Regions from separate parts of the Zea mays genome. Here region 1 is linked to region 2. The links are chromatin contacts, called in public Hi-C maps. All regions are on one chromosome and are shown on one strand. Each heading gives the region's core, a stretch centred on a gene start, on an enhancer-like site or on the middle of the called end of the contact. The rest is flanking DNA. Distances are from core to core; before and after follow the strand shown.

Evidence for each region. Hi-C and Micro-C count contacts between places; a contact is called where the count stands out from the background.
Region 1: a Hi-C map of ear shows a contact between it and region 2, with 2.8 times the contacts expected there. The contact joins the promoter of LOC100282907 here to the promoter of LOC542158 in region 2. A contact is called at or near these places in 7 of 25 Hi-C or Micro-C datasets (bundle sheath, ear, endosperm and 3 more).

The regions. Positions count from the first base shown.
Region 1 is chr8:15,721,146-15,727,841 of Zm-B73-REFERENCE-NAM-5.0, reverse strand. LOC100282907 reads left to right here and starts at 3,218. Exons shown (of 3, transcript NM_001367094.1): 1 at 3,218-3,559; 2 at 3,659-3,777; 3 at 3,901-4,420. The coding sequence starts at 3,308. The coding sequence ends at 4,297. LOC100280991 reads left to right here. Exons shown (of 5, transcript NM_001153911.2): 4 at 770-893; 5 at 983-1,535. The coding sequence ends at 1,213.
Region 2 is chr8:15,557,552-15,564,010 of Zm-B73-REFERENCE-NAM-5.0, reverse strand. LOC542158 (thylakoid assembly 8) reads left to right here and starts at 5,058. Exons shown (of 1, transcript NM_001111780.2): 1 at 5,058-6,199. The coding sequence starts at 5,139. The coding sequence ends at 5,930. It overlaps LOC100281383 (importin alpha-2 subunit), which reads right to left. Exons shown (of 11, transcript NM_001154301.2): 11 at 6,293-6,459. LOC100273202 reads right to left here and starts at 3,871. Exons shown (of 9, transcript NM_001365687.1): 1 at 3,380-3,871; 2 at 3,186-3,281; 3 at 2,970-3,062; 4 at 2,766-2,851; 5 at 2,429-2,692; 6 at 2,142-2,269; 7 at 1,928-2,023; 8 at 1,593-1,698; 9 at 1,089-1,492. The coding sequence starts at 3,737. The coding sequence ends at 1,328.

The DNA of each region.
Region 1 (6,696 bases), core at 1,969-4,468, 170 kb before region 2:
GAGTAATTGTTGGTCAAAGTTTGTCCTAATGAAGCAAAATATGGCTACTAATTTCAAATGGAGAGAGTATTTACAAAAAAAGCAACCATTCTTTGCTCAAGAGATATATGTATTAGTGAAATAAGGAGCACATGTTTGATATTCACAGCCTGTTATCTTATTCAATTTCTGTGTTCTTGATTTTTATATGGATTTAAAGTTCTTGAGTTGTGTTTTGCACTGCACCTTTTCTTTTTTATATTAAGTGTACTAATGCACATGCCTATGGTAGTTTAGAGTCTGCAATCTGCAGTTCCTTTTTTTCATGACGATATTTGTACAAATAGTTAAATACTGTAATCTGTGTGAATGCTGTACTAGCAACTTGGAGGATAAACCTTTTCCTTCTTTTAATAAGTGATTTTTTGTTGTTCTTGCAGATTAGTCGTTTTACATCAATGTGAACCCTCACTAGCATGAAACTTTTTGATATTGTTGCACCAAGAGTAGCACTCTAGAATCTAGATTTGGCCTTTCTATACCATGCTTCTATGGATTCCGCTGGCAATAGCCTGTTTCTTTTTCAGTTGTATGATGCCTGTTTTTGCTGTGATGATAATGTCGTCGCATTTATCTGAGTACTGTGAACATATTCTTTGATTATGTATTTATTTATGTAAATTTGAAAGGATAGATATATAATATTGCATCCCATAAGTTTGTTTAAATCTTGTTTTCTTAAGCTAGTCTATGTTGTTAATATCTCGCTGCTTTCACTGTCATCCAACAGGAAGCGCTTATTTGGTATGATTAATGAATTGCAAACTGTTTTTGAAGTTGTCTCCGGTGCGAGACAACAACAATCTAAAGAGAGGTCCAGTATGGACAATGGTGGTAGAGCCAAGCCTGTAAAGGTAGACGATATTTGTTATTCATTCTACCATTGTTTCTCGACGTTCAGTTTTTTTTTCTTCTCACACCGTGACAAAAACATGATTGGCAGATAGAAAATAATGGAAAAGTCACAGACGAAGCATACGAAGATGACAGTGATCACGGTGAAACCCTATGTGGAACCTGTGGTGGGATATACAACGCGGATGAGTTTTGGATCGGGTGTGACATGTGCGAGCGATGGTACCATGGCAAGTGTGTCAAGATAACTCCTGCCAAGGCAGAGAGCATAAAGCATTACAAATGCCCGAGCTGCAGCTCCAAGAGGGCGAGGCAGTAGCAAAACCCATGAACGCAGGAAGCCTCCGAATGTGGGATGTATGGTGCAGAAGAGGCGCATTGCAAAGTTTGCAGGCAGGAGAAGGCCAAGAGGCCTCCATTTACAAGATTAGAACTATATTGCTATCTTCCCAGTGCCTTATGCTTGCGTTTACCTATGATAAGCTGATGTGAGGAAAGATAAGACATTTGGCAACCAGAGGCACTTAGTTAAATGCCCCTTGATATACATGGGGGTAAAAGAAGAGGAACTCATGTTTTGTCGAATATATGGAATCTTTTTTTCCCCTCTTACAGTAACATGTACTCCATCATACATAATTTATCACGCAGATCAATGTTGAGGACAAAAGACCTGCGTGCCCCTACGAGAAGAATGATGACATCTGCTGCGCTTCTGATTGACAACAGGCCCGGGGTCTCAGGTCAGCACCACCCACCTCTCTGTGTGACAAATTTCAAATGTTAAATCGTTCAGTTTCATGGGACGGGAAGGAGCACCCCTTCTGATAAGGATGGCTGCAGCCTTTACTGACCAACTTGAATTGTGTAGGAACTGAGGTAAGTAAGTTTCGTCTAGCTACCTACCTACCTACAGCCGCCTCTCAGAACTAAAAAAAACTGTGAAGTGTTTCTGTTGTTTTATCTAACGGTCGATCAGTGAATTGACTGTCCCGCAGAATAAACATATGTACGCGATACCAAAGGATAAGCACAAGCAGAATAGATGGACCATATACGAAAAGGAAAAATGTTATATTTACATCGAGCGATTACTGTAGCACGTAACATGAATAGTAGCTTTATTACAATCTAATTTTTTTTTTTGGGGTTGGAACTCTTTACATCCTTCTTTTTAATAGAATTTACTAATTCTTTCTGTGGAGAGAGAGGCTATATATGTTACCAGACCAATAACAGCAACAAGGCGCCATGCAAATTGTGAGTTTTTATAGCTTGTAGATTGGTGTGATGCCCAGCAGACTGAAACACTGCCGCGTCAGTCACGATTGCCGTCGCCGCCGGACAAAGAATTCAGGTGATCTAAACATCTGGTGAAGAAGTGGGAGAAGTCCCAGAAACGTGAGGTGATGTGGACAGCTAGCAGAGATAGCAAGCAAGACCTGGCAACTGGTGTAGAGCTTTGAGGATGCTTCGGATAATGAGCTAATACAAGACAGGCTCGATCGAAGCGTATCAAAATTGTCCACCTGTTAATCTCAATTCATGTGGATTGAACTAGCAAGTCATAATTCCTTATAATCTCACCTAAGGCCTGTTTGGTTCCTGAGAATTGGTCACCCGAAACAATTCCTAACCGGATTGTTTATCTAATAATTCATATAAGGTCTGATCAACTGGAACGATTTCTAGGTGAGTTTCAGCAAAAAACGAACAGGTGGATCAAACCTTATATCCGCAAAAAATATCTGATGTTTAGACCAACCTTCGTGGCCTAAACATCCGGTAGTTTATTCTCCAATCCACATGGACTGGGAATAACAGAGGAAGACCCGAAGGGAATGCCATTTGTGGTAGAGGAAGGTGGACAGCGGCGTCACAGTGGAGATCACTGCGATAGCTTGAGCGAACTTGCTGTTTAGGCCAGGAAGCATGCTGATAACGGGCGCTGAATCGGTGACGGCGGCGCCGCAGTCGTAGAGGGTGTAGGCAAGGCGTTTGAGGCGACCACAGTACTCGGCGTTGGACATGTCGCTCTAGAAGAGGCGGCTGTGGAGCTCCTGCTGGCTCTCTGTGCAACTCGGCAGTGCAATTTCGTGCAGCATCGGTGCAACTCTGCACGCCATCCCGCTGGCCACCCTCAGCCGCTGGCTAGTAGATTCTCCTGTAAACACCACCACCGTCTCTGCGCTACAGAATTTTGTCATCCGGAATCAGATTCCTCAGGCACCATCTCAAGCGGCTCTACGTTATTCCCTCTGCACTTCATTGTCAGCAATCCTAAAAGCTCGCAGCAGCAGCAGCTAGCAGCTCGTTCTTGTTCGTCAGCTCTAGCCTACCCTGCGCTAGCTGGCTCTTCTTTAATTCTGCAGGGAGTTCCAGTTTCAGGTAGAGTGCAGGCGGAGAACCAATAATGGGGGCGGCGCCGTCGTCCGACGACTCGTCACGCGCCGGAGACGGCCGGGCTGTGGCGAGCAGCGCTGCCTCTGGCACTGGCAGCAACAGCCACCAGGCCCAGTCGAAGCGGGCGCCGCCGCCTCACAAGTTCCACGAGATAGTTGCGCAGGAGGCGACGACGGCCGGCGGCGGCGGCGGCACTGCTGCTGCAGCCGAGCTGGAGGATCAGGCGTGCAGCACCGGGGTGTACCTGGCTGGGAAAACCAAGGTAGGTTTCAGCCACGAACACGTACACGTACACTTGAACTCTTGTCTGATGCTTACTAGTAGCTGAGGCGGCACGAACCCGATGGATCGATTGATGCAGAAGTACTGGGTGGACGAGAAGACCAGGTGCAACTGCTTCGTGCTGTTCGCTAGAGCGCTGTCCATCACTTGGGGCGACGATCCCAGATACTGGATCTGGCATCCCGTCAGAGAAACCAAGTACGTGCTATCTATACGTAGTGCTTGCTCCAGCAATTACATATACATGCATGCTCAGTTCAGTGCTCAGCTCGATTCGAGCCATGTCTGTACCTGTACTCTCTCTCCCTCTACTCTGTACAGTGACGCCGAGATCGTCGAGGCTGCGTCGCTGCAGAACGTGTGCTGGCTGGAGGTGCACGGGAGGCTGGAGCTGTCGCACCTCACGCCGGGGTGCAGCTACGACGTGGCCTTCCAGGTGATGCTCACGGAGCCGGCGTACGGGTGGTCGGTGCCGGTGAACCTGCGGCTCAGGTTCCCCGACGGCACGGCTCAGGCGCGGAAGGAGAAGCTGCAGGGGAGGCCCACGAAGCAGTGGCTGGAGCTCAGGGCCGGGGAGGTGAAGGCGCCGGCCCAGCCGGGGGGAGCGGGACGCAGCGGCGAGCTTGAGATCTCCCTGTTCGAGTACGACGGCGGGCTCTGGAAGAAGGGGCTCCTCGTCAAGGGCATCAAGATCGTCCCGAAGGAGAGTGATTATTAATTAGTGTTTGTAACTTTGTTTCAGGGTGACTGCTCCTGCTCGCTTTTGCCTGTCAGGTGTGCTAAGAACTTCGTCTAAGATAATTGGAATAATTAATGTGTGTGGCACTGCGTATTTCAACGCTTCACTCGACTCGATCGCCTTTGCCTGTCAGGTGTACTAATTTGTTTTTGACCATCCACCAACTTGTTAACTTGCCATATAGACACCTACACAGTTTATACAATCGGAAATCTTTGGCCATTGAACCACCACCTCGTAACTTTGGTTATGTAAACTACTACTGGAATCAGCGGATACTCTTCGGCAAAGGATATACAACAGAGTTAACTGAGTTAACTAAGAGTTAACTGAAAAAATATATTTGTCTCCACAGTTTTTTGTCGGACACTCGATAAAATCTTTGTCGAGTACCAAAATACACTCGACATAACAAATATAAAAATGGTAAATATGGTCGACAAGACAACACATCGGTGGCAGTTATGTATCAACTTCATCCGGCACTCGAAGTATTAAAGACAAGACAACTACGCTATATTTTGTCTAAGATTAGCCGTTCGAATTGAAGAACTAACCTTAGACAGAAAAGTTAGACAAAGTGTAGTAAGCTAGACAACGAACCAAACAATAAGTCTTGAAATTAAATGCCTAACTGGCATGCGAAGTGTTGAGTACCAAAATGAGGACCGAACTGTCTGGTCCCTGGGGCCGGACGGTCCGCACTGGTGGTACGGACGGTCCGCGCGTGCGCAGAGCAGATTAGAGTTCCGAGTTTTGTGCTACGGTTGTTAGCTAAATTCGCGGAATTAGCTCGGGAGATTAGTTTGTAAAGGGTCCAGCCCCCCTCCTCTATAAATACAGAGGTATACGGCCGATTTGTAATCATCAATCGAATCAATAACACTTTTATCTCGCATTTATTTCTTGTACAATTAGGAGTAGTTCTAGTCTAGTTCTAGTTTAGCCTCTCAATCCTCAAATTCTCCGCTTCTCTTCGACTCTACTTCGATTAGAGGAGTCTAGGTCGGTCTGCCCGAGCCTAGACAACGACAACTCCTAGGATCTCTCCTCCACGACGGGGTCCCTCCTGGGAGCGAGATCCAGGCGCCGCCGGCGACCTTTTGCCGCCCCTGCACACGCGCGGACTGTCCGGCCCCAGGGCACAGACCGTCCGACCGACAGGCATGAAACCCTAGCCCTGCGCCAGGTCGTGGACCGTCCGCCCCTGTGCAGAGAGCACTGCCACGGTTCGTGTTGAGTGATTGGCGCCCGAAAAAGACACCAACATACTTTTGGCGACTCCGCTGGGGACGATTTCATACAGACCTATCGAGATCGGCCCTCAATGGCCGGTTCAAAGGAGAGCTCTAAAGTTTCCACCAGCAATATCATCAAGCCGACTTGGGAAACCTTGCCGGCTGAAGAACAGCTCCTATTCGAGGAGCGCCAGGAGCAGCTGATCCAGGAAGCAAAGGCGAAATTCCTGGCCGACTTCAAGGTGGACAGGAACAACAAAGTCGTTCGGCAACGGACGACAGATCTGGCTTCGCTCCGACCTACTACGAATACCCCAATGTAAGTAGCACCAATGAACTCCAATCTCTTAAAGCTTACATAGACGAACAACGAGAGCAAATACAATGTATCGTAGGAGATATACAAAATGATCATAAAAGGCTAGTGCATGCGCTTGATAAGTCTACTATTGCAAATCTTCCTTCGCACGAGGTTGAACTAAGGGAATACACACGTAATCCATCGGCTACAGGTTGTCATGACCAGTCACAACCCCTTTATGAGATGCCGATAGACATGTACCTTGGGCAACAACAGCCTCCCACGCACATCGGCGATAAATTTGCCGATCTGCGCATGTCTGGACCGTCCGCATGTGAGCATGGACCGTCCGGGCCAGCGGCGACCGATCCCATTTTTAGAAGCGAATTACCGAGTCCTGCACCCAAGCCGCCACATACCGTGCAAACCCTAGATAACCCACTCAGACCGTCCGCGTATGACGCCAGACAGTTCGAATATAATGTTGGACGGTCCGGCCACATGGCCGGACAGTCCGCGCACGGAGCCGGACGATCCGCGTATTTAGCCGGACGGTCCGCGTATTTAACCGGACGGTCTGTCATAGAGTTTTTTAAGAAGGATGGATATCCAACTCCGTATCCGTCCCAACTAGACCCCCCATCTCACCATACGACCCACCAGCACCATAATATAATCTACCAAACCCGTGAGAGTGAGTACTTTCTGGCCCCAGAAGGCCAGAAAGGAATGGCTAGTCCTATGAGCCTCATAGGGCATGTATTAACGTGCCGCAAAATCCAAACCAATGGGGAGGAAAACAACATACCAACATCCAAACAAACTCACCCATATTGGAC
Region 2 (6,459 bases), core at 3,809-6,308:
ATGTCAATAGTCCTCAAGCTCTCTACGAAGGCAAAGAAACATCAGCAGGACCGAGGACCGCACCGCCAGCTACGCTTCTACAGGGCCCAAGCACTTCTCCGCAGGCCACGTTAGCACATAGCAACACCCTCGTATGTATAGCTGGACCATCCCCTTGTATCTATAAAAGGGGATGCCCATGGCCTTCTCAGGAAAAGGAGGGGCACGGGCAGCAAGGACGACGGAGACGGACACACTCAAGCATCGAGCTCCACTCCGCAACAGTAGACTCCTCAGGAGACCTAGGACCCGATCCCTCTCTCGCGAAGCTTGTAACCCCTACTGCAAGCACCCCGGTGCAAGATAATATAAGCCTCATCCCTCCTCTTGTGTTCCATCTTGCATCAACTCATCTGGACAGGGGCACGCGGCACAAAATTCACTAGTCGGTCCGGTTGAGGGTCCACCGGGTCCGAAACGCCGACATAACATTACCATACCATACATACTATATAAAAACATATTCTATAATGAATATAGTTGACAATATATTTAAAAAAAATAGTCAAATTTTAAATGGTTCGACTTGGTAATGATATGGTTGCATTCCTTTTATCCATCAAGAGAGAATTCTCCTTTTGTTTTGTCTATCTTTTTTTCATTTGGATTATGTTACTGCCTAGTGGCGAACTACTGCCACAAGGTGACTGTTGTGTAAGTAGATTTTAGGTGTAAGCGTGTGAGTCTTGTATACCTATTATATGGTCCAATCGTATATTATAATTAACAGTTAAACCAGCTCATGCAACTTTATAAAAAACCTAACAAATCTATAGTTAGATCATGGTCTAAAGATAAATAAAAGACTCGTTTACACCTAAGATCATGGTCTATCCTGTTTGCAGTAAATTTCGACATGACGTTGACCGCAGCACCGTAACTTCGTTACTAACGTGTGGGGTTGGACCCACACGTCAGTGACGGAGCTGACTGTACAGGATCTCATCTTATCTCTCTCCCAAAAAAACCAAAAAAAAAAACAGAATCAGAAACAAAAAAAAACGTCCTTCTACCGGAAAAAAAAAATCACAAAAACTGAAGCATGGTTTACTGTCAAAACGAGACATTGCTAAATACCCAATCTGCTCACTGAAACGAGCAACATTACGTTCTGATTTTCAGCAAAGTCTATCCTAACAGCGGAGTGTGACGGCTGGCCTAATGTTGATTATTGAACAAGCAAACCACGTTGGCCAGTAAAATGTGGCAACGGATGAGTTTACAGCAACAAGAATGCGCAGCGCAGCCAGGTCTCCTCCTTCACCAAGCGGGGAGACAGCAACCAGTTCTAAAACGACTGGACGCTATCTACAGGCCTGGGCATGGGCTCACCCCGCAGGAAGTGCTCGAACAGCTTCAGGCCCTGCCGCGGCCGGTGCAGGGGAACCTCGTGCCCTGCGCCTCGGACCGTCACCAGTGTCAGCCCCTCGTACACCTGGCACCACCCACCGACCTAATCAAGGTTCACAGAGTTAGATTCCAGCACGAAGGGAGTGAAGAAAAAAATGTCAAGATGGATGGATGGATGTAGCGGTGCCACTGCACTGACTAACCTCTTCGTCGTCGTACCAAGGATACCAGTTCGTGATAGTCGGTAGAAAGAGGGCGTCAATGGAGTACCTTGTCGCGGTGAGCGGGACAACGGAATCAGCGTCGCCACTGCCAAATTGCCCAATGCAAGAGATTACAATCCATATCTAAAAGGAACAACCACACACATTGCCTGCTCAATTATTGTGTGTGTGTGTGTGTGTTGTTGTTGTTGCACGCAGGAATTTCACAGCAGGAATTTTACAAGAATCAGTTTATTTTTCACTGGAAAAACTAAAAATTCTCGCATTCCAAATGGGGGCCCCAAAACCATGTCCTTGACAGAAACTCAACGTACCTGAAAACCCATATCCTTATGCCCGCGGCGATGAGTTCACGGTAGATAGGAAGCATGGACCTCGGTGAATCTTTCCAAAAATCATACACTGGGTCACTGCAAGGAACCAGTGGTTGTTTAGTGCAACTAACAAGGAAGAGGCGATCAAAGGAAAATACATACTTGTGATGAGAGCAAGACAAACAAACAAACAAAAAACCAGCAGAACAAACACCTGCAGGTTACCCAGGGATACGGTATTCCGGTGACATTGGCATGCAGAGCTCTCTGCACCTCAGGTAAGTTGTAGTACTTCGTGGAGTACTTCTCCGTGCAGGGATCGTACCCTCTGGGCAACCAGGGCTACATTTGAACCAAGCGTGGTGTCAGGAGGAGGTACTTGAACTCTTATGCTTCACAAGCACTATACTTTCAGAAGCGCGGACAATACAGTAAGCGCTACAGTTTCAGAGCAAAGAAATGTCGTGTGTTGGTAGCGAAGCAAGTGTACTACCGTAATACCGTTCTTCCTCTGATTAGCCTGCGCTTGTGGAGTGAAGTCTTCTTGCAAGTCGGCGTGTAGATGCTGTACGCATCGATATTGCCTTCCTCGGCCTCGGCGATGTCGAAGACCTTGTTGCACTCCTTGGACGCATGCTCAGATACGTCGAACTGGCAGGCAAGCCGCAGCTTCTCGTAGGTTTCGTCAGAGATCAGCCCGTGCGTCCACAAGTACTCGAATGTGCCGATGAAGTCGTGGTAATCGTCAATTACCGCATTTCCAACCTATCATTTCAACAGAAATGAGCAAGCAGAACATCAGTAAAAGATACAGATTCATAAAGATCTGAGTTCTGACCATGAAGCCTTTGAAGTTTAGGATCGGCTTCTCGATGCCTTTGTTGTTCCGGTAGACTAGCTGAGACAACTGAGGCACGTAGTGGCCTGAAACAGCCAGTGCGACGAATTAGGATCCAGGAGTGTAAATGTGACTGCTAGGTGACGCTAACAACTGCAAAATTTAATCCCCATCGTGAATTGGCCAGTTTTGACAGCAATTCACCTGCGTAGCTCTCTCCTGTGATGTAGAAATCGCGATGCTTGTATTGTGGGAACCGCTCCAGCCAGTTCACCAAGAAATTGTACGAGTCATGGGCTGCAGAAGAGCGTTAGCCGGAAAAATTCGCAAGAGCAAGAATCACAACAGCCAGCAGCAGGATAATGAATACATGTAGAGTCCTAGAACTAGACAAATGTCTAAACCACTCTGCCAATTCACCTGTCTTGTTGTCACCAGCAGTGTACAGATCGGAGGTGGAGTTGGAGTATGAGTAGCCGACGCCGGCCGGCGAGTCCAAGAACAGCATGTTCGCCACTGCAACCCAACCAGTCAGTCATCAATCATCATCCCCATGACAAACACGCTACCTACAGATCAAAGTAGGCGAGCGCGCCTAGGCACCAAAATCGGACCTTTATTCCAGGGGTAGGGGTTCAAGTAGAGCGTCCTGCCGTCGGCGTTGATCCGGAAGGCGCCGAGCTCCTCTGACGCGCCGTAGCCGACGGAGGAGCACCCGGGCCCGCCGTTGAGCCACAGCACGAGCGGCGCGGACTCCGCGGGCACGCCGGCCGCCTCGATGAACCAGTAGAAGAGGGCCCGCCCCGCCGCCGCGTCCACGGTGACGTAGCCGGAGTACATGGAGAAGTTGACCGGCGGCTGGCCAGGCAGCCTGCCGATCCGGTCCGCCTCCGCCGCAGCCGTCGCGGCCGTTGCGGCGGCGGCGCGGAGGAACAGCGCTAATGTGGCGGCCAGGACCGCGGCGGTCGCCATTGGCGCTCGCGGTAGGTCAGTGGATCGGCGGAGGGCAGCACTGGTTGGTTGGTGGTGCAGAGTAGCAGAGCACACGGACACAGGTAGAGAGTGTTGATGATTGGAGCATCGGAGGAGTTGGCTAGGACTGGAAGTGACTGACAGCCAATGGACACAACCGAATGGCCGGTGACTAGATGAGAATTTTGGGGAGACGTGGAACGGATGGAAGCCATGGAGTGGTTATTCTCTATTCTCCCGCCGGTTAGTTTGCTTGGCTAGGCTGGCAGTAGATCTGAACGGGAAGGGAGACAATTAGGCAATATGGTGTTAAAAACTTTATTACGGTTAGTTTAAGAATTCTATTTTCTCAATAGATTCATTTTTTCTTTTTTCAAGAAAAAATGAACTAATATCTTTAGAAAAATAAAAATTCCTTAAGAAATAGGATCGTCAAAATAGCCCTGAGGACTAATTTTCCAACTACAAGGAATTTTCATTTTCCAAGAAAAAATAAAATAATTTCTTTTGAGAAAATAGTATTGCCAAACTAGCTCTTATAGCTAGTTTAGAAACTTAAATCTTAAAAGAGAGATTTAAGTTTCTAAACTAGACATTAACTAGAGCATCTCCAACAAGTTATATTTGAGTCTTAAAATTTAAAATATAACCTGATTTGAAGTGTTTAGGGCCACAAAAACATTTGCAGATATAACAGTTGAGTTACATATCATATTATTTAGTAACATTTAGAATAATGTACAAAATGAGGATAGAGCTCTATCGTTATGGGCATATATTTAGAACCTGAGAATCTAAATTCTATACTTATTTGATGAATTATGAAATAGAACCCCCTATTGAGGCATTTTGTGTTAAAGTCTTATATTTTAAAAATACAACTTCATTTAAAACTTATGTTGGAGATGAAGGAGTGCTTCCTTGACTAAAGTTTAGTTTATGTTATATCAGATATTTGAATGTAATTATAAGTATTAAATGGAGCCTAATTACAAGAATAAGAGCATGTTTAGATGCTATGTGCTAAATTTTATCATGGTGCTAAAGTTTAGCCATTTTAAATAGATATTTTAATATGTGCTAAAGTTTAGAAATATTAAGTGCAGTATAATTATAAAAGTAGTTATAAAAAACAACACTAAACTGGAAGACGAATCTATTAAACCTAATCATGAGTAAGTTAAACTTAATAAATTTATCTCGATATTTAATCATCATCTATATATTTAGTCTAGTTAGACTATATTAAATATATTCATAAAATTGTTATTCAAAACCAAACACCTCAGATACTGAAAGACGGAAGATAGGCAATCACATGGAACCCAAAATCCGCAGCATCCACTGACTTCCTCTGTTCTCTTTCTCCTACCGCTTCGTGGCTTCCCTGCTTCCGCTCCAATGGCGTCTCTCCTCTTGGTCCCGCGCCTCACCCGGAGCCCATGTTCCAACCCAGGACCCAGTGCCGGTCACAAGCCTAGGCCCGTGTCCATCACCTGCGGGCCGCGCGACAACCGCGGGCCCCTCCAGCGCGGCCGCTCCCTCTCCACGGAGGCCATCCTGGCGATCCAATCCCTGAAGCGCCTCACCTCCGCCGACCGCTCGCCGGCGGCTGCCTCGGCCGCAGCAGCCACCGCCCTGGGCCGCCTCCTCAAGGCCGACCTCGTGGCCGCCATGGCCGAGCTCCAGCGGCAGGGCCACTGGTCCCTCGCCCTCGCCGCGCTCCACATCGCCCGCGCCGAGCCCTGGTACCGCCCAGACCCGGCGCTGTACGCCACCTTCGTGTCCTCCGCGCCGCACTCGCCCTCCGGCGGCGAGGGAGACGCCGAGGCCGCCGTTGACGCGCTCGTGGAGGCGTTCCTGGAGGAGAAGGCGAGCGGCGGCGGGTTCGTGGACGGGGAGGAGGACGTGTACAAGCTCACGAGGCTGCTGCGCGCGCTGGTGGCCAAGGGCAGGGGCCGCGCGGCGTGGAGGGTGTACGAGGCGGCCGTCAGGAAGGGAGGCCTCAACGTGGACGCGTACGTGTACAGGGTGATGGCGCGGGGGATGAAGCGGCTGGGCTTCCAGGAGGAGGCGGCGGAGGTGGAGGAGGACTTCGCGGAATGGGAGACCACGGTCTCACCGCCCGCCAGGGACGTGCTCGACGAAATGCGAGCAAGAGACGAGATCAAAACCACTGCTGCTGCCTCCTAGTCCTATAGCCCACCAGGGTTTTTTTAGCTGATAAATGGGTTTGGTTGGTGCTAGAATTTGTCATGCTACTGCAACAACGGTGATACTGATACGTCTTCTTTAGAAATCATACGGCCATTAGGCCACTAACAGAAAGTGTTTTAGCGGTTGACCATCGCAATTGCAGGACATACACCCTTACAACTAGGTGTTGCCGCAATCTGTTCAAATTTCAAATTTGGATTGTCAAATGGTTGCTATAGAAAGAGAACAGCAGGGTTATTTATTTCATACTCCCTCAATCCCAAAATAAGTCTCCATATCATATTTCGAGGAGTTTAAACAATCTCAATTTAGACCAAATATATACCAAAAAACACTAGTTTTTATGGTACATTATAAACATCATCAGATTAATCAGTCATATATTTGTACTCTAAGAGCATCTCCAACATTTCCACACTTAAAATACGAGACGAAAAAATATTTTGAGATAGAGGAAGCACTGTGCAAGATGTCAGTCTATGTCTATCTAAGGTATCCACACTTA